Linked DNA regions of Mus musculus: regions 1, 2, 3 and 4 are each linked to region 5. Evidence: chromatin contacts called from public Hi-C, HiChIP or PLAC-seq, Micro-C and promoter capture Hi-C data. All regions are on one chromosome and are shown on one strand. Each heading gives the region's core, a stretch centred on a gene start, on an enhancer-like site or on the middle of the called end of the contact. The rest is flanking DNA. Distances are from core to core; before and after follow the strand shown. Region 1 overlaps Hdac5 (histone deacetylase 5). Region 2 holds the start of Lsm12 (LSM12 homolog). Region 3 overlaps Gm11627 (predicted gene 11627). Region 4 holds the start of Tmem101 (transmembrane protein 101). Region 5 holds the start of Slc25a39 (solute carrier family 25, member 39).

What was found. Hi-C and Micro-C count contacts between places; a contact is called where the count stands out from the background. HiChIP or PLAC-seq counts read pairs in DNA pulled down with a chosen protein or histone mark. Capture Hi-C pulls out chosen DNA fragments and counts their contacts.
Region 1: a contact with region 5 is called in an HNF4G HiChIP or PLAC-seq map of pancreatic cancer cells. The contact joins the enhancer-like site here to the promoter of Slc25a39 in region 5. A contact is called at or near these places in 1 of 39 promoter capture datasets (hippocampal neurons), 2 of 484 Hi-C or Micro-C datasets (cumulus cells and liver), 18 of 115 datasets of contacts at active chromatin or transcription factors (the SCID.adh cell line, SST interneurons, VIP interneurons and 14 more) and 3 of 9 other capture datasets (adipose tissue, liver and pancreatic islet).
Region 2: a promoter capture Hi-C map of adipose tissue shows a contact between it and region 5. The contact joins the promoter of Lsm12 here to the promoter of Slc25a39 in region 5. A contact is called at or near these places in 4 of 39 promoter capture datasets (the 3T3-L1 cell line, hippocampal neurons, macrophages and 1 more), 12 of 484 Hi-C or Micro-C datasets (CD4 T cells, CD8 T cells, cardiomyocytes and 7 more), 20 of 115 datasets of contacts at active chromatin or transcription factors (the HPC-7 cell line, the SCID.adh cell line, VIP interneurons and 15 more) and 3 of 9 other capture datasets (adipose tissue, liver and pancreatic islet).
Region 3: a contact with region 5 is called in a Micro-C map of the HL-1 cell line, with 3 times the contacts expected there. The contact joins the enhancer-like site here to the promoter of Slc25a39 in region 5. A contact is called at or near these places in 1 of 39 promoter capture datasets (the 3T3-L1 cell line), 3 of 484 Hi-C or Micro-C datasets (the Ba/F3 cell line, the HL-1 cell line and embryonic stem cells), 1 of 115 datasets of contacts at active chromatin or transcription factors (pancreatic cancer cells) and 3 of 9 other capture datasets (adipose tissue, liver and pancreatic islet).
Region 4: a Hi-C map of liver shows a contact between it and region 5, with 1.9 times the contacts expected there. The contact joins the promoter of Tmem101 here to the promoter of Slc25a39 in region 5. A contact is called at or near these places in 6 of 39 promoter capture datasets (the SN4741 cell line, hematopoietic stem and progenitor cells, liver and 2 more), 18 of 484 Hi-C or Micro-C datasets (B cells, CD4 T cells, the G1E-ER4 cell line and 9 more), 19 of 115 datasets of contacts at active chromatin or transcription factors (bone marrow-derived dendritic cells, bone marrow-derived macrophages, cardiomyocytes and 13 more) and 3 of 9 other capture datasets (adipose tissue, liver and pancreatic islet).

Annotation. Positions count from the first base shown.
Region 1 is chr11:102,199,869-102,203,683 of GRCm38.p6, forward strand. Hdac5 (histone deacetylase 5) reads right to left here. Exons shown (of 27, transcript NM_010412.3): 12 at 2,676-2,887; 13 at 2,185-2,466; 14 at 1,365-1,536; 15 at 532-665; 16 at 101-221. Among named protein-coding and RNA genes, the nearest start is that of G6pc3, 12 kb to the left of the region's middle. Within about 2 kb of position 1,618, at least 45 of the 459 cell types and tissues checked have an H3K27ac peak or open chromatin away from gene starts, as enhancers often do. A contact at or near this core is called in epiblast stem cells, memory CD8 T cells and pancreatic cancer cells, where this site is marked.
Region 2 is chr11:102,182,538-102,186,578 of GRCm38.p6, forward strand. It overlaps Lsm12 (LSM12 homolog), which reads right to left and starts at 2,719. Exons shown (of 5, transcript NM_172947.3): 1 at 2,546-2,719; 2 at 321-454. The coding sequence starts at 2,669.
Region 3 is chr11:102,573,412-102,577,072 of GRCm38.p6, forward strand. Gm11627 (predicted gene 11627) reads right to left here. Exons shown (of 3, transcript NR_040286.1): 3 at 2,988-3,386. Among named protein-coding and RNA genes, the nearest start is that of Gm11627, 3.9 kb to the right of the region's middle. Within about 2 kb of position 1,855, at least 5 of the 459 cell types and tissues checked have an H3K27ac peak or open chromatin away from gene starts, as enhancers often do. A contact at or near this core is called in the HL-1 cell line, where this site is marked.
Region 4 is chr11:102,154,629-102,158,698 of GRCm38.p6, forward strand. It overlaps Tmem101 (transmembrane protein 101), which reads right to left and starts at 1,779. Exons shown (of 4, transcript NM_029649.2): 1 at 1,580-1,779; 2 at 1,096-1,276; 3 at 1-75. The coding sequence starts at 1,716.
Region 5 is chr11:102,405,601-102,409,238 of GRCm38.p6, forward strand. Slc25a39 (solute carrier family 25, member 39) reads right to left here and starts at 1,917. Exons shown (of 12, transcript NM_026542.3): 1 at 1,790-1,917; 2 at 955-1,054; 3 at 762-821; 4 at 606-650; 5 at 93-226. The coding sequence starts at 1,039.

The DNA of each region.
Region 1 (3,815 bases), core at 368-2,867, 210 kb before region 5:
CACCCACTCGGACCACTGCCTACTCTGGCTTGGTGGTCTCTAAGACAGCACTCTCACACTCGGACGCAGGGCACATGTGGGACCGTGTCTTGCAGCTTACCAAGCAGCTTCTTGCTGTCCAGCTTCTGCCGGTTAAGGGGGCTGGTCCCATAGAGCAGGGTGTGGTACTCAGAGTGCACGGTCTGGATTTCATCCAGTGTGGCTTTACGACCCCGGATCCGCTGCCAGAGGAGGTCAAGAGAGGCCAGAGACTGTTGACAAGGCTCAGCTCTCTTGACAACTATAGTCCAATGCTCACAGAGCCAACTTCCTGGAGAACTAAGGGATTTGGGGTAACTATGCCCCTACCCTGAAGAGACACCCCCCCTCCCTTACTCCAGAACTCCTCCCCAGGTTAGCTGGGGACCACGAGAGAAGCAGACACAGGGATGGAACTGAGGAGGTCTCAGAACTGGCTGGAGGGCTAGGGCATGGGAGGGGCTTTGCTAGCAGGGAACCACTGAGAAGGCTGAAGGCAGGGCGCTCTCTCACCTCACACTTGCCGAGCAGACCAGTTTCCTGCAGCCGGGACCAGATGCTCTGGATGCGGCCGGCGTGCTCTGGGTGCACGTGTGTGTTTCCGCACATACACTGGTGCTTCAGCATGAACGTGTCATAGACCACACCTGAGCCACAGACCCTGGTGTCAGCCACAACTGTTCTGAACCCTAACCTTATCACTGGCTATCCCAGCTCTCCACCAACACCCACCTAGACACCCTCTTTCCTCTCCTGAAATTCCGCTTGTTTAACACAGCCTGGTCCCAATCCCCGTCCTCTGCATCCCCTCTAGGGTATGTTCCTCCTTCCCCCAACGTGTTGGCCCAGGGCACCGTTCCCCACTGGCGAGATAATGTCATCTGCTGCAAGTCTGTGTCCTGACAGAGCCCAGCATGTGGCAACCTCTTGGGATGCTCCTGAGGCCTACTGTCAACCTTACAGGGAGGAAGGTGGACAGGAGGCTAAAAGAGCAAAAACTAAAAGAGACAGTGGATTCCACCCAAGGCTCCAGGACTTGTGGGAAGATGGTGCAGAAGCAAACACCCTAGGCGGGGAGTGTGGGGCACAGAGAAGACAGTGCTGCCCCAGGGAGTAGGATCAAGGCTGCCCACCCTCCTGCTGGCAAAGAAGCTACCGCTGCTCCCATGAAGAACTGTGGTGCGCAGGGAGAAGTGAAGACCCCTTTCCCCTCCGTGCAGTTTTGCTAAGGATCTGGGAGAAGAAAGCACAGCATGTGGGGGAGCTAGGGGAGGGGGTGGCTGTGGCATCTCTTAGCCCAAGTAGGTGCACGGGGAAAGGATGGGAGGAGTAGTGTTAGGGCTTGCCTGTGGTGAAGAGGTGCTTCACCACAGTGGGTTGGTCTGTGGGGCTCTTCATGCTCCCAGGAGCAGCAGGTGAGGACTGGGTGCGGCCCAGGGCCTGATGAGGCACAGTGGCCAGGCTGAGGGGTGCCTGGTACACCTGGAGGGGCTGTAACTGCTGGGCATCTGCGAACAACTGGAAAGGAGTAGGAAGAGGCCTGCGTAAGGCTCAGTCTGAATGGGGCTGAGTACAGGGCCCATTCAGCCTCCAGAGGGCCCCCAAGTCTCCTTCCACCACCTCCTCCCACCTGCTCCCTCCAGGGACAGGAGATGCTCCAGGCTTGCCATCTCTTACACGATGATGGGAAAGATGGGGGATGTGATGAGTCACCCCAAATAGTAGCATTGAGGTAAGAGGCTGCGAGGGGCGGGGGTGGGTGGGGGCGGGATGAGTCAGGCCTGAGGGCTTGGGGCTGTGTCCGCAATGAATGGAGCGCACTAGGCTCAAGGCACACTGTAGTAACAGTGGGGGCGTGTGTGTACACATGCATGCAGAGACCAACGCACAACCAGCAACGCAGGCACAAACGCAGATACACACAGGCCATGTGCGTGCACGCACACACAAACACAGTCACACAGTTAATAGACAAGGGCAGTCACCAAGGGACAGGCACAGCTCAGAGACAACACAGGAGCCCCCCACCCCCCACTCCCTCCTAGTCTCTCCGCCCCTCTTTTCTTTAGAAAGCTTGCTCAAGGCCTGGCAACTACACCACTGGGAACCAGCAACCAAGAGTGGAAGGAAATCAGAGACTGAGGAAAGATGGTAGGTGGGAAGTACCTTTTTGTAACCAGCACTGGACTCTTCTAAGTCAGGGCCTTCATCAGGACCACTCTCGCCATCCTCATCCTTGACCTGAATGCAGTCCTCCTCTTCCTCCTCCTCCTCCTCCTCCTCCTCTTCTAGGTCTTCCTGGGTGCTCTCACTTTCTGTAGAGCCTTCCCGGGGAATGGTCAGGGCCCCCTCTCCCAGCAAGGCCTCCTGCTGCTCCGTCAGCTCCTCTTCTGTCTCCTCCGGGTGAGTGGTGGGCTGCCTTGACAGCTCCCCAGTTTTGGTAAGGATCTGAGAGAGGAAAGCAACACCGTCTGGGGATGGGGGTGGCCATGGCAACCTTCAGCCCAGGTAGGTCTGCTCCCCTCCTCTCCCTCCCCCAGCCTGGCACCCGCCCGCACGATTCTACGTGCCGTGGAAACCTCGAAGCTCGGCCCCCACGTGTCTCGCCAGCCTGGGTCACTCCTGGGAAGCCCAGGACGTCGCCTCTCTGCTCGTACCTTGCCCAGCTGCATCTGCTGCTGCTTCTGCTTCTCCAGGAACTGCTGGTGCTGCTGCTGCATGACCAGCTGCTGCAGGGCCTGGGGACTCTGCGGCAGCGGGGAGGACTGAGTGCGGCTCAGAGGTCGGTGCCTCGGGAGCTTACCCACCGTCCTCATGCTGGTGGCCACACGTTCACCCGTCACCAGTGGGGACTGCCCATGGAGCGGCACTGTGGAGGCAGAGAAGGGGAGTAAGCACTATTTGGGAGGGGGGGCACCCTGCCCCTGAGGCTGAGCCCCATGCTCTCTCCTCCTTATAACCTTAACAGTGAGCTCAGAGCCCCTGGCACCAGCAAGCCTTCCTAGGGTCCCCTTCCCATCCCTTTGGTTTGCCAGAGTGCACAGGTAGTCCTGGGCTCGCCACACATGGGAACAAAGACTAGCCCTCTCCAGCTGCAACAGGATATCCCTGCCAACAGACTTTGCAGATCCTACCAGGCTGAGGAGTTCTAGGCCAAGGAACCCCTAAGTACCTTGGCCGGTACGAAGGGCTGACTGCCTAATGCTGTCCGCCGTCAGTGCCTTGGACCATATGTGGCTGAGCCCTGGAAGCACAGCCTAAATTGACATGTGCTACCCATATGAAACACACATGGGATTCCGAAGCTCAGCATGAAACAAAACCAGAAATAATAACTGTGTTCTAGATAGAAGTCAAGTAGATATTAATTCCACCCATTTCTTTAAGAAAAAAAATGTTGCTGGGCTCAGGGGCACCCACTTTTATTTGTTTTGTTTTGTTTTTTTGGTTTTTCGAGACAAGAGTTTTTCTGTGTAGCCCTGGTTGTCCTGGAACTCACTCTGTAGACCAGGATGGCCTCGAACTCAGAAATCTGCCTGCCTCTGCCTCCCGAGTGCTGGGATTAAAGGTGTGCGCCACCAGGCCCAGCTTGGCATCCACTTTTAATCCCAGCAAAGTACAGGTAGATCTCTGAGTTAGAGGCTAGCCTGGTCTATGCAGTGAGTTTGAGGCCTGCCAGGGCTATATAATGAGACTATGTCTCAAAAAAAACCAAACAAACAAAAAAAAGGAAAATAGTGTGTGTACGACATACATGTGATGCGTATACATATGTGTTCATGTGAGTGGGTACAGCA
Region 2 (4,041 bases), core at 1,469-3,968, 220 kb before region 5:
TCCTATCATTCCAGAAACTGTGTGGTAGCATGCCTGTAATCCTAGCACTTGGGAGGAAGAGTCAGGAAAATCTCAAGTTCAAAGTCACCCTTAAGCTATATATTAAGTTCAAGGTTAGCATAAAATACACAAGAACCTGACTCAAAAGGGAAGAGAGTAGTCCCTGCCTTATCCCGAGGGAAAAAAACCAGAATACCACAATGGTAAATCAATTTAAAAAAAAAAAAGCAGAAAAGAACACTGTCCATCACCACAAACCGGAGAGCACCCCCCCTCCTTCCCGACATTTCAGACAGCAACAGCTGCCCTGGAGTCCTTACCTTACTAACATTGAGTGAAGCTAGGGGAGGAGGGGTTTCTGTTCGATCATTAATTATTTCCACTTCTGAAACATACTGTAAGTTTATAAGCAAGATGTCTGCATGGTTGGGTTTTCCACTGGAAGAGGGACATTCTGGTGAGAAAATAAAGTTAAGGACAACAGGACAAAGGTACATTGCATAAATATCATACACAGCAATCCAAGTTGGGGGGGGGGGGTCGAGCACCTTTAATTCCAGTACTCAGGGGAGGCAAAGGCAATTGGATCTCTGTGAGTTTGAGGCTAGCAGATCTATAGAGGGAGTTAAAGGACAGCCAGGGCTACACAGAGAAACCCTGTCTCCAAAAACCACACATTCACACACACACACACACACACACACACACACACACACACACAGGAAAAAACGATACCAACCTACAGGAAAAGCATCCCCAAGCAAGCCTCATAGGAATCTTAGCTCTCAATAAACCTCCATCAGCTTGCTCCTGCCTAAATGCATAAGCAAAGGGTGTCAAATTTGTCAATGCCGTACGTATATAGCTAGAAATAGCCTTAACAGAGTTCCTATCACTTTCTCCATGCGTTGTATGGGAAGAAATGCAGTCTTGATGCCAGGTGCACTGTTTGTCTTAAACTTAAGAACCACACAGAAGCGCCAGTGCTGCCAGGTTTGGGTAGCACTAGAGTCTCCCTGAGTCTCAAGAGTGCTTCTCACTTATTCAGGTTTCACGTTCTTTCTTTTTTCAGTTTCTTTTTCACACTTTAAGTTTCCCATTTTTTTAGAGGCAAAAATACACCTTTGGGATGGAAACTACCCAAGATGAGACCTTATTCATTCATTCATCCATCCATCCATTCATTCATTTTCCAACCACTTACTAAGACCCTGCTGTTTGTCACATAAAAAGAGTAAGTCTTCCTTAAGACTCTTCCAGCCGGGCAGTGCACGCCTTTAATCCCAGCACTCGGGAGGCAGAGGCAGGCTGATTTCTGAGTTCGAGGCCAGCCTGGTCTACAAAGTGAGTTCCAGGATAGCCAGAGCTATACAAAGAAACACTATCTCGAAAAACCATAAAAAAAAAAAAACAAGAAAAGACTCTTCCAAGTAAGTCACCAAAGGAAGAGGTTTTAGGCCAAAGTATGTTCTCCTCTTTTTAAAATAACACACACACACAAAGAAATCGTTCTTGTTGTATGCCGTTTATGAAGAAATCTTTCTGAGCTGGAAATCAACAACTCACAATTAAAAGGCAGCAGAAGTTTCCATAAGAAACTTCATTTTAAAGACAGAGGCTACCTTCTAAAAATAATTCTAGTAAACCCACCTGTAGCTCAAATAAAGGGGGAGGCAGAGGTTCATTTATTTCAACCAGGAAGCGTTTTGTTTTCCAACAGTGAGTTGGTGAAGTAATTCATAAACCATTAGGGAACAGGGCCACTTCTTCCATGCAGTTTAACACTGGTACTTTGAAAAAGAGGGACGTTTCTATGGAATGTGTTGAACTGAACCGAAGGCCACACTGTCTGTCATACATAAACCCCTGAAAAACGTGGCAAGTCCTCTCTAGACCAGGCTTCTAATTCCAACACCTCCTAAGTAGCAGTTTTCAAATGCCTGAGAACCTTCAAAGTCAGCACACACAGTGACACCAAGCATACACCACCCCAGCAAAATTCGCCACCAGTTCAGATACAAACTCTGTTCCGCACTTCCCATCTCTAAACCGGCAAGGCCCATTAGACCACCATCCCACCACCGCCCTTTCTTGAATCAAATCTCATCAGCAGACAGTCCACTCGTAAAGTCCATACCCTTACCCTACTAGCAGTTCCTGACCCTACACACCCCTCCCGACTCCATCCGGGCTCCAATCTCCAGCCCTCTCCCCACCACGACCCCCTCCCCTCAATCACGGAGTCCCCTTAAGACATCGTCCCCTCCCGAAAAGACACCCGCGTGTCAAGCCCCGCTCCACCCACCAACCCTCAGTTGGGGCCCAGCTCCCACAAGGGGTGGGAGACAAGGGTCCCCAAAGTGGACCGAAAAGGCCCGCGGGAGGGGGATGGGAATCTCACGGCCATGCGCATGCGCCCGGGGCACCGCGGTAGCCGGTCGCCCCTAGGCCGGGAGAGGGCCCTAGCTGCCGCCGCCGTCCCCCGCCCCCCCACCACCGCACCTACACGCCGGCCCGGCCTCGGGGTCCACGCAGAGAAGGATACTTAGAGCCAGCATTTTGGACTGGTAGTCGAAGGCTACCACCTCGCCCTGCAGCCGCTGCTCCTGGCACGTCCGGCACGACACCTGGCTCCCAACGCTGAAGTACTCGCCCGGAGGTGCCGCCATCTTGGGAGAGCAGCCGCGGCCGGCGGCGGCGGCGGCAGCAGCGGGCGAAAGCCGGGCCCCCAGCAAGCGCCGCGACGCGACGCGCGAGGCGTGCTGACGTCATGCGCAGGGGCGTGGCCTGGCGCTGGGTGGGGCGGGAGCCTTAGGTAGAAGAGGAAATAAAAGAGGAATCTTGAATACAGTAAAAAATGTGCCGCTGCCGGTCTGCTCGGCCAAGTTCCTGCAAAGCTCTGTTGGAAGCTAAGGAAATAGATACATATAAAGGCTAAATGATTTACGTAGGACAAGATGGAGAAAGGGAAAGCAACTGGAGTCTCGCTGAAGCCCACACCTTACACAAAAACGTTTAATGAATGAACTCTATAAAATATTATCCTCATTTGCATACGAAGAACCAGAAGCTCACAAGAATTACCAGGACTCACTCAAAATGATTATAACCAATTATAAAGTAGTCGAACAAAATACATTAGCTGTAGGGCTAAGCAAATTAGAATCTGAGGCCATTTACCAAATACCGTAAGCAAATTAGCAAACTTATGTTTCTTCGGTGGGATCTAAATACTACTTAGTACTACTTAGTGAGCATCTGGCATCCCCTCAAGGAAGGAATCAATATCCTCATTTTACAGACAAAGAAAGGAAGTCTTAAAATTGTCAGGGTCACAAAACTGGCAAAGCCATGGTTTTGATTGTAACAAAGGTACTACTTACTGGTCTTTATCAGATAATAACGTTTGCCTCCTAAGGCAGTAAGGAGGCTTAAGTGAGGTAATGCATACATGCATGACATATAGGATCTAAGTAAATAATAGTAACCCTGTGATCTCAGAAAGCTCAGTAAAAGGAAGAACAGCTCTGGAATGTTGCTCAGTAACAGAGCACATATCCATTCTTACGGACATAGGGTTCAAATCTCAGCACTAGTAGAAACATACATACATACATACATGCATGCATACATACATACATATATACATACTTGGGAAAGGTGGGAAGTCCGGAACAGGGAATGGTAATAATGGCAAAGTCCAGTCCCAATGATATCCATTTGATATTACAATACTCACTAACCTTACAAAAGGAACTGTGCAGATGCACTTATAAACCTCCCAGCCCCAGCTGCCATCCTTCACCCACCCCTCCCCACAATATAAAAATCATCGGAGAAATGGATTGACCTTTCTCTAGTTTACAGAGAGGCATAGGGCCAGCTCTGGCACTGAGTGAGCCTGAACAAAGTTCAAAAATGTTTCCTTGTGCTCCAACAGGCAAAAACTTCCTTGTGTTGGAGGCATTGGTGCAATTGTTATAATGGGAATAAAAATTCTTCTCCATGCTTTTGTCTGTTTCAGAGGAATGTTGTGTCATT
Region 3 (3,661 bases), core at 605-3,104, 170 kb after region 5:
CAGCCATCTTTATCCCAGCCCAGCTCCTCATACAAAACGCACTCACTCTCCAGCCTACTCTTGTTTCACTCTGCTGGAAGACAAAGAGCCTCTTCTCCTAGTCTTTCACCAAACAGTTCTTTGGGACCAAGATTACCATCGCGCAGCGTTGAAGAGAGTTAACCTTTATTGAGCGCACACTGTGCATCAAGCACTTGGTTGGCATTATTCTCTCAATCACTCTGAGAGGTTTCTGGCCCATTTAATAGGTTACATAGTTAAGGCCATAGAGTAGCTAAGGGACACACATTCTAAGGTCGCACAGTGTGGAGTCAATTTTTTTTTTTTTTTCCTAAATAATTTTTGGAGAGGGCAGAGGCTGGAGAGATGGCTCAGCAGGTAGGAGTACTTGTTGCTTTTACAAGAGGACCCAGGTTTGGTCTCCAGCCCCCTCATGACAACTCACATCTGTCCATACTTTTCACACCTTCTGGCCTCCTTGGGCAGCAGATACACATATGATATACAAACCTGTTTTTTTAATTAATTAATTTATGGTGTTGCACCGGACACACACAAACTCATATCATGTTCAGAATACTGTTCCATGGGGGTCAGTTTTCTTCTTCTACTGTGTGCATTGTGGATTAAATTCAGGCAAATACTATACCAGTAAGATATATCCCCAGTAACATTTTTTGTTTTTTTCCAGACATGATTTCTCTGGGTAGCCCTGGCTGTCCTGGAACTCACTCTGTAGACCAGGCTGGCCTCAAACTCATAGTGATCTGTCTGCCTCTGCCTCCCAAGTGTTGGGATTAAAGGCATGCACCACTACTGCCTGACTCTACAACATTTTTTTTTAATTATTTATATACATCAGAAGAGGGCATCAGATCCCATTATAAATGGTTGTGAGCTGCCATGTGGGTGCAGGGGATTTGAACTCAGGACCTCTGGAAGAGCATCCAGTGCTTTTAATCACTGAGCCATCTCTCCAGCCCTTAACAAAAAAATTTTAATTATATTTATTTGTGAGACGGGGAACGTGCACACCACAGAGGATGATGCAGAGGTCAGAGGACAACTGGCAGGAACTGGCTGTCTTCTTCTGCCCTGTGGGTCCTGGGGATTGCAGGCAGGTCATCAGACTTGGTCTCAAATACCTCTGCCCACTGAACCATCTCACCAGCCCACTTGTTTTGTTTTGTTTTTAACAAAATTATTTTATGTATATGAGTTTTTGTCTGTGTACTCCGTTTTTGCTATTTTTGCAGTGTTCACGGAAGCCAGAAGAGGACCCTGAATTCTCTGGAACAGGAGTTACAAATAGGTGTGAGCCACCGTGTGGATGCTGAGAGTGGACCCCAGGTGCTCAGATTAAAGGTGCGCACCATATGTACAGCCTGACAATAAAAAAAATTTTATTTATTATTATTACTTATAAAATATTTATAGCAAATATTTTATTTATTGTTAGTTTTAATTATGCGTTTGTGTGTGTCTGCATGTTCACACACACACACACACACATAGAGTACAGGTATCTTTGGAGCCCAGAGGCATTGGATTCCCTGAAGCTGGAGTGACAGATGGTTGTGAGCTGCCCTGGTAGTAAAGGGAATTGTACTCAGATACTCTAGAAGAAGAACAGACAATGCTCTTTATCACTGACCCATCTCTCCAGCTCCTCCCACAATTTTTAAAATGGGCCTTTAGTACCTGGACTTGTTGGACCCAAACAGGCTCTACATATTGTTCAATATCCTTTTAAAATTTTATTATTACCTTGCATATGAAATGCATGTGCCTATGTGTGCACATGTCACAGCATGTGGGCAAAGATTAGAGAGCAGCTTCCTGTAGTCAGTTCTCTCCCTCCACGCTTTACTGGTGCTGAGGACATGAGGACTTTTGCTGTGTATTGTAATGCAAAGTGTGGTCCCCAAGAAAGACCTGGTTGCCCCAGAAATACAAGAGTCTGCACATAGACCCAAGTGATACTATGTGCCCTTGTACCCAAGTTGCTTTTGATTGGTAAATAAAGATGCTGACAGCCAATAGCTGGGCAGGAGAGATATAGGTGGGTTTTATGGTTTTCGGGCTGGGGGTTGTTGAGGGAGAGTCAGGAGCTGGAGAAGAAGGTGAGGAGAAAGGAGAAGCCACCATGGGCTAGGTGCGCCATGAGAACGTGACACTGAGGGCTGGCCAGTTAGAGTTACGAGCAGCCCAGATGAAACACAGTAATAACTCAGGGTTATCGATAGGGAAGTAGATTTTAATAGCATAGAGGGTAGATATCTGCCCAGCTCTTGTGCTGTTTAAGGCTTATTATTAATAATAAAAGTTGTGCCAGGCGTGGTGGTGCACGCATTTAATCCCAGCACTGGGGAGACAGAGGCAGGCGGATTTCTGAGTTCGAGGCCAGCCTGGTCTACAAAGTGAGTTCCAGGACAGCCAGGGCTATAAAGAGAAACCCTGTCTTGAAAAACCAAAAAAAAAAAAAAAAAAAAAAAAAAAAAAAAAAAAAAATAATAATAATAAAAGTTGTGTGTCTTTATCCGGAGACTAAATGACCAAAGGTAGGGTAGAAACCCCGGATTGAAATTAAAAATTTCTACAAAAACATGGGCTCCAGGGATGGAACTCGGGTCGACTGCCTCTACCTGCTGCGAGCCATCTTTTGAGCCCACTGTGCAATATCTTGGGGTTTTTTGTTATAGTATTTTGTTTTGTTTTTGAGATGAGGTCCCACCATGTAACCCTGGCTGTCCTTAATTTGTCTCCGTAGAGCAGGCTGACCTCAAACTTCTAGAGCCTCCTCTGCCTCCCCAGTGCTGGGATCAAAGGCCCGCACCACCACACCCAGCGGCTGTTCAGTATCTACCCACTTGTCCAGTCTGAGTCACGAGTACACAACTGACCAAACAGAGGTGCTGTGAGGGCAAAACTAAATTCCAACGACAGTTTAAAGGAGGAAAAAAAAAAAAAAAAAAGAAGCAAATTTAGCACTAATTATTTTATATTGATTACATATGAAAATAGTTTACATCATTGGATTAAATATTATTAAGGTTCATCTCACTTGTCTTAATATTTTTTTTCTTTCTGTTAAACTACGTGGCTACTAGAATATTTTAAATATCCCGGGTGACTCGAATTCCTTCTCTCTGAGTCAGCGTTACTCTGGGAGCTGTCTGCTCAGTGAGGGTCGGGATGATTCAAATATGAGATGAGCATCCCTTGGTATCCAGGAGAGCTGTTTCCAGCAACTCTGTGGGTATCAAAATCTTCAGGGGCTGAAATCCTTCATATCAAAATGACGTTCTATTTGGGTACAGCCGGTGCAGATCTTCTTGGAAACGAACAATCCCTCCTGCCTGCAAGTGCCGTGGAGGTAACTGTTACTGTTTATGGAGCAAAACAAGGAAAGAAAGGTTGCTTAGTGCTGACACAGTCTCCAGAAAACAAAAAAATAAAATAAAAAATTTAAAAAGCAGATACACACATTTTTCCCTCATAATATAGACCCATGGTTGGTTGAATACTTTGTAGGGGAGTCTGAGGATAAAAGATCTGGGGCGACTGTCATATTAAGACCATGGAATTAAGACCAGAGAACTCCTGGAAGAAGGATGCTGGTGTTGCTGTCCTAAGGTCCACGGTGTTCTAAAAGTCCAAA
Region 4 (4,070 bases), core at 529-3,028, 250 kb before region 5:
GTACAGCTCTCCAGCCCCACTGGCCAGCACCAGAAAGCCGCCAATGATGGCAACTGTGCGAGAATACATACGGACCTAAGGCCAGGGAGAAAGGAACCCCAGTCAAGAACTGCCATCATGTCTCTTGGTTGTCAAGAACATAGAACTGCCCACTTCTACACGTCCTGTTCTATCTGATGAACCCTCTTGCCTATTCCAAGTGTAGTCTGCAGAGAGAGCGAATTCTCTACACAAGGCAGAAACTGAGGGCTGAGAGGGGTAAAGAAACTGTCCATGGTCCTACAGAAAGTGGCAGAACCCAGCTGCCACAGATCGCCATCTCCTCCACCCCTAGCCTGAAACATAATGGCAGGGTTCTTCCCACTATGTAGTATAGACTCTATAGCAACTAAAACAAGAACAGCCAGCCAGGCAGTGGTGGTGGTGGTGGCGGCGGTGAATGCCTTTAATACCAGCACTTGGGAGACAGAGGCAGATGTATGTGTGTGTTTGAGCCATCCTGGTCTACAGAGAAACCCTGTCTAGAAACAAAACAATGCAAAACAAATAGGCCCACTATCCCATAGCTGTTCACACCTGCCTCCCCTACTAGACTGACAGTCTGATCCTTTCGGACCCTGCCTCCAAGCTACCTCACCTCTAGGCTACCAGTAGCCGGTATAAGCATCTGCATTTGAAGGCACAAATTCTGCACTAGTATTAATCACATTTCATAAAACCTGATGGGTAGACCAGATATTCTCCAAGGCCTCTTTTGTTTTACAAGTCTGACACCAATAAAGTAATGGTTTAAAAGATTCTGAGAATCAGATAACTCTGGGTTACCGATCCCTTCCATACACTGTGGCATGATTTTGGGAGAGTCCATTTTCCATCTCTGGACCTCCCTTTTCACAGTCTACAAGGGAGGTCGGTGTGGTCTCTATGGGTCTGACACGTCTGTGGTCTGTAATGATTGCCACAAAACTGCTGCAAACCTAGTACCTCAGTTTTCCCGGGCTTCAAGTTCAGGAGTACCATACATGCCCACCACATACATCAGGAACCTTCAGCTCCTTCCCATAGCTAAATCTCGTCTAGAGTCCCCGTGCTCACCTTTAGCCAGTCCCCGTAGTGGACATAGCCCCCGATGTAAGCGGTGTAGGTGCTGATGGCTAGCTGCAGCGCGGCGCCCAACGCAAACCAACGCCGCTTCACTCCGAAGGACATGAAGCTAGCACACAACACAGCTGCCCCCATGTCGAAATATAGATAAGGCACTGGGATGTCGGGCTTCCTGTGGATCGAGTGTAGGGAACAAGGAGGACAGAATGAATAGAGAGTAAGTATCTGGGGACCTCTGTAAGTTCCTGCAATCGCCACTGCCCCCCAAAAACCCGAGATCCTTCTCACTGCCGGAGCCGCCGCCACATCAGTAATGGCCGTACAATCGAAAGAGAGCATCTTCCAACCTGTTTGAGTACCAATTCCTCCCAGTCTAAGTATCCCGACTTCTGGGCCCCAACATCACCGCACCCCAGTTCCTGGGACAGGTCGGACCGCCCCCCACCGCATTCGACGACTTCGTGGGCGCGCTCACCGGCGCGCCTCGGCCCTTTCAGCGTACAACATAAGTTGGCTGAAGCAGCCCCAAAAGGGGCAGCGCGTGAGCAGCACGGAACCCAGCTGCATGATCAGCTGCAGCATCCAGCGTCTCGATCCAATCTTCGAAGCCATCTTGGGAAAGGGCAGTCCGCTACGGCCTCAGCCGGGTCCGGGAGACCAGCAGCGGGGAATGATACAGGCAACTTCCGGTCCCTGACTGTTTTTCTTTTCGTCGGGAAACAAAGCTCTTGCTCCCTAGTTCCGGGTGGGAAAAATGTGTTCTAGAAGGAGGAGTCAGCCTTTCTGAACGCTCCCCATGAAGAGAACTCAGAGCTTCAATTTGCCCTTTCTTTCCCTTTAAAAAGAAAAGATTTGTTTAGGGGCTGGTGAGATGTTTCAGCGGTTAAGGACACTGCTGCTCTTCCAGAGCTCCTGAGTTCAATTCCCAGCAACCACAAGGTGGTTTACAACCGTCTTTAAAGGGATCTGATGCCCTCTTCTGGCATACCGGTGTACGTGAAAACAGAACACTCATACATTAAAAACAAAATATAGACCACTTGTTTATTTTTTTAAGAATTTTTATTTATTTTATTTATGAGTGTACTGTCGCTGTCTTCTGACACACCATCAGGGCATCAGATCTCATTACAGTTGGTTGTATACCATCATGTGGTTGCTGAGAATTCAACTCAGGACCTCTGGAAGTCAGTGCTCTTAAGTGCTGAGCCATCTCTCCAGCTCTGATTTGTTTATTTATGTATATGAATATTCTATTTACATGTATGCCTGCATGACAGAAAGGGGCATCAGATCCTATCATAGATGGTTGTGAGCCACTAAGGTTGCTGGGGACTGAAGTCAGGATCTCTGAAACAAAAGCCGGTGTTCTTTGTACTCTCAAAATGGGACAGGAGCAAGGAGCATGGGGTTGAAACATCAGAAATCCTGGAACACAGCTTGATGTATGGAAGCAACCGACTCTGGACATAACCAGACCTGGACTCCAAGCTGAAAACCGATCCTGTGTCATCTAAATGGAGACTCAAGTGTGAGATGGGGATAATGGCTTTCCACCTCATCACTGCTGGGAGACTTAAATGTAGCAAAGGTGGTTTGGCAGATAATAAGGGTCCCATAAAAGGGTGTGATACAGACCCCAGAGAGAATTCTCTGTCTTTGCTGTCTTTGGCCGAACTTTTAAAGTAAGGAGTCCTCTTGTCTCTAAGTCACCTCTCTTTTGGTCTTGCTGCTTTTGTCTCCTAAGAAAAGAGGAGAGACCTACGTATCCATACAACACAGATGGGAGTTGCTCCCAAGAACCTTTCTAAACATGTCCACCTCCCCCATATCCTTTCTTTCCCTAACTCTGGTGGGTGGTTGGCTAAAAGGGAGGTTAAAGCATTTAAGAACCATCATTAAATATTAAACCTACAGCTCTGCCTGCCTGTGCCTCCTGAGTGCTAGAATTAAAGTCACCATGCTCATCTCACATTCCTCCTCCTCCTCCTCCTCCTCCTCCTCCTCCTCCTCTTTCTTTAAACAAAGACTAAGTATATCAAAGAACTGGGAAATAGGACTGTGTAGATACAAATTGGGCATGGATAATAGACAAGGGGAATGAAAAAAGGCCCGGGTTAGAGGCTATTTTGTCTGCCTCTATCTATCCGTCCTATGCCATAAGACAAGTCCACAGAACAGAATCACTTTCCAAGGAGTTATACTTTATCAGTCTCTTCAGCTACCACGGACTCATGCAGTGCTCTGATGCCTAGCGCTGAGGGGCTAGAAGGAACCAAACTTTGATTATTTTTCTCCTTTCTTTCTTTCTTTCTTTCTTTCTTTCTTTCTTTCTTTCTTTCTTTCTTTCTTTCTCTTTCTTTCTTTCTTTCTTTCTCTCTCTCTCTCTCTTTCTTTCTTTCTTTCTTTCTTTTCTTTCAGTTTTTTTAAAAAAGATTTATTTATGTATGTTATGTATATCAGTACACTTTTGATGTCTTCAGACACACCACAAGAGGGCATCGAATCTCATTACAGATGGTCCTGAGCCACCATGTGGTTGCTGGGAATTGAACTCAGGACTTTTGCAAGAGCAGCCAGTGCTCTTAGCCACTGAGCCATCTCTCCAGCCCCTTCTTTCAGTTTTTCAAGACAGGGTTTCTCTGTGTAGTTGGGGTTGTTCTAGAATTCCCTCTGTGGATCAGGCTCGCCTGGAACTCAAGAGATTTGCCTGCCTCTGCCTCCTAAACACTGGGATTAAAGACTTGCACCATTCACTACCACATGGCTGGATTTTATTTATTTATTTATTTATTTATTTTGGTTTTGTTTTGTTTTGTTTTGTTTTGTTTTGTTTTTTGAGACAGTGTTTCTCTGTGTAGCCCTGGCTGTCCTGGAACTCACTCTGTAGACCAGGTTGACCTCAAATTCATAGAGATCCACCTGCCCCTGCCTCCCAAATGCTGGGATTATTTGTGTCCATAAGA
Region 5 (3,638 bases), core at 667-3,166:
ACAACCACCCCATTTGCTTTCCATTCCCCACACCGGCAGCCTAGCCAAATCCAAATCGAGTCCCTCAGAGACACATTGATTCTGCTCCTTACCAAGGTGCCAGTGAACCGTGTGGGGTCCTGAAACCAGGTGGCACAGCGGGTACCATTTGGGCACAGGTACAGGGGCTCCAGGACTCCATTGCAGTATAGGAGGCACTTCCCTGGGGACTGTAGAGCGGAGGATGCTGGGAAAGGGAACGGACATTAGGGTGGAAGGGCCTGGAGCCTTGCTGGGTGACATAGCTGGGTCAATATGTGGCTATTCCAGTGTCAGAAAGCTGACTAATGTGGCCTCAAAGTATGGGGGGGCAGGAGGGGATCTCGAGAGAGGGTTTCTCTGTGTAGCCCTGGCTGTCCTGGAACTCACTCCATAGACCAGGCTGGCCTCAAACTCAGAAATCCGCCTGCCTCTGCTTCCCAAGTGGGACATTAAAGGTGCGCACCGTGCACCACCACTGCTGGGCTCATGTACTACTCTATGATCATGGGTAACCCAGGTACTCGAGGGATACTCAACACTTCTTCCCTGGGCCCTCCCAAGGGCCTGGGGCTTGGGGCACTCACATTTGGTGTAGGAGAGACTCCAGAATCTGGAGGGAGTTGTCAATTCTGAAACACAAAGGTCAGCCCTGGTGGTCAGGAATGCAGCCTCCCCCACTAGAACCCCATCTCTGGGAAATCCTTATTTTGTCAGGCAGCTCGCCTTGATCTGGTACTCACCGCTGGTTGCCGAGGGTCTCTGAGACTGAAGGCGGACCTTCACCACATCCAGGGGTGTCACTGGGGAAGGAGGTAGGTCTGAAGGTTCCTTCAGGACACCACTCACCCTCTTCTTTATCAGAACCAAACTGCCTCCAACCTTTAGCCCACATTAACCCCCAGCTGCCCCATCCCCCATCTCCCCAGGTCTTACTGAAGAGGGAGGTGACCACAGCCCCGGCTCCTGAGGCCACCATTTGCTGAAGGGGGCTAATGCCCCCAGGGTCCTGATCATCCATCTTGGAATTTCAATCCTGAAAACACACACCACAGTCAAATGGAGCTTACCCCCTGACAAGGCAGGCCTGAGTGGGGGGAGTGGGGAGCAAGCATGAGCTAAGGTGCTCTGGGACTTTAACGACAGCGCACTCAGGTCTCATCCAGAGTTTGCCTCTATAATCTTTAAAATCTAGAAATGTGCTCACTTTGCCGAGGGGAAAACTAAGGCTCAAAGGTTGCTGTGACCTTCAAGGTTACGTCATTCGTTTGGAAAGAAGCTAGAATAGCCGTCGGCCAAAGACAGTGATGGCTATTTTCTCAGCCACATGCTCCTCCAGACCAGAGGCCGAAAGATCAAACACCTGAGCCCCTCCACCCAACATCTGGGCGGACACATGAGCGCCCCGGGCGAGGAGAGGTCGAGTCGGGCACCGAGAGAAACGTGTAAACAAATCTGCTGATAGAGGAAGGTCCACCTTCCTTCCCAAGATTGCTGGCCCTCCCCCACACTGCCTGCCTGGGGCCAGAGAGGACAGGCCGTGAGGCCTGGATGGCAGGACATTCTCTGTCTGCCTCCTCTCTCTCTTAAACACAAGCCGCGGAGATGGAAGCAGAGACCTAGTAACAAACCCTTTCACCGAGACTCGGCCGCACTCCATGCCCAGGCCCAGTAAAGGGGTTCACGGAGAGGCCCACCCCCTTCCCGCGGCCTCGATTCCCCTCCCAGCCGGGGACCCTCGGAGAACCCACTCCAGCCCAGGCCCGCCCACCTGGCTCGGAGCCGGTCCTTGCGCCGCGCCACGCCAGGGGCCTGGCGGGCCCATAGCGGCTCCGCGGCCGGTGCAGGGTCCGCGCGTGCCCGCTTCGCACAGCGGCCGCCCGGGAGAGCGGTGAGACCGGCTCCGCCCCCAGAAGGCGAAGCCCCGCCCCGTGGCCGACCGGCCGCGCGCACGGAGTGCAACGAGCTCCGCCCACTCGCGGCCCTCCTCCCACCCCCCCAGTTCCGCCCTTGCGCCGCGGCCGCGTGGGCGGGTCGCCGCGGCCCCGCGCTCCTTGCGGCCGGCAGGTCAAGGTCGCCGACTGGACGGCGCTTGCACCCGGCTCCAGTAGCTCTCCTCTGCCCACGCCCTGCAGGAGTGTTGTCCGGGGAGTCCAGACCTGCGATCGCTGGAACTTTCCTGACCGCTTGGGTATTGCTGCTCCGCGTCCTTTTACGAGGCAGCTGCCGCGAGGGTCGGTTCTTCAAGGTCATCAGAGTGTGGGACAGCAATGGCAAACATCTGCCCACTTAGCTCCGTGGCGGGAGTTTACGATTTATGGCGAGCCTGTTGGCTGGAATCACCATCCTCTTTTACGGATGATGAAACGGGGTTGCAACCCCAGAACGCTTTATGACCTGCAGGGCAGCCTTGTCAGCCGACCTGCAACCTGGGCTAGACGTGGTGTGGCCCTGGGCAAATTTACAGGACCTCTTTGGGCCGAGGACACAGAGAACGTAGAGCAAGAAAGAAAACCAGTGTTTCGCGACAGATCTTAGACTGTTACCACTTTTAATACTTAGAAGTTTTTTGTTTCTTTCCCCCAAGACGATCTACGTAACCTTTGCTGGCATAGTTTCCAATGTAGGCCAGAAATGGCCTCTACCAAAACTTTTCATAGTAGGTAATTACAGACGTAGGTACCCCCATTTTACAGAAAATGAAATGGACTCAAGTTAAAACTTTTGCCGCTGCCTTCCCCGGTGGGCTTGCAAACAGCGCTGTTTCCGCACCAGCTCAGTACCCGGCACCCCACCGCCCGCCTCGCCTCTAAGACTTCCAAGCTAAAACGGTGTTAACAGAAACTGGAACACGCGGTGTGAGGCTGCACCTTTAAGAAGAAAAGGCCGCGGCTTTGACGTCACTACCGTCTCCGCCCCTCAGTCCCCAACTGGTTGCAGACCGCGCTGGAGCCGCCCAGCCAGCCCAGCTAGCACGTGGATTCCAAGTGGCCAACCATAACTTTACCCTGAGAAAACCCTTTCGGCATTTCCATGGCTCGGATCCTCCAGCTTTGGGGGCGGAGTGAGAGCAAACGGGTAGTTAGGAAAGCAGCCAATGATCAAAAGGCCCGGGCAGTCGGTTGGCCGTGAGGCAGAGGCGGCAGGAGAGTCACGAGTGAAGTGTCGCTTGTGCTGCCCTGTCCTATCCTGTGTCCTCTCACCCCAAACCTGGCTTAAAAGTAACACAAAAGCTGGGCATGGTGGCGCACGCCTTTAATCCCAGCACTTGGGAGGCAGTGGCAGACGGATTTCTGAGCTCGAGGCCAGCCTGGTCTACAAAGTGAGTTCCAGGACAGCCAGGGCTATATAGAGAAACCTTGTCTCGAAAAACCAAAAAAAAAAAAAAAAAAAAGGTAACACAAAAGTCGTTTCATAAGCTGTCGGTTCAGTTGGGAATCCAGCGCCTGCTAAGGCCATTTCAACCTCAAAGTTAATGTTTTACCACGTTTCTGAGCAGAGATGATTTTTCTATTCTGTAGAGAAGAAAACTGAAGGCCCTGTGTATAATCTCTTCTCTCCCCCTCTCTCTCTCCCTCTCTCCCTCCCTCCCTTTCTTGTTTATGATTTGGGGTTTGGCT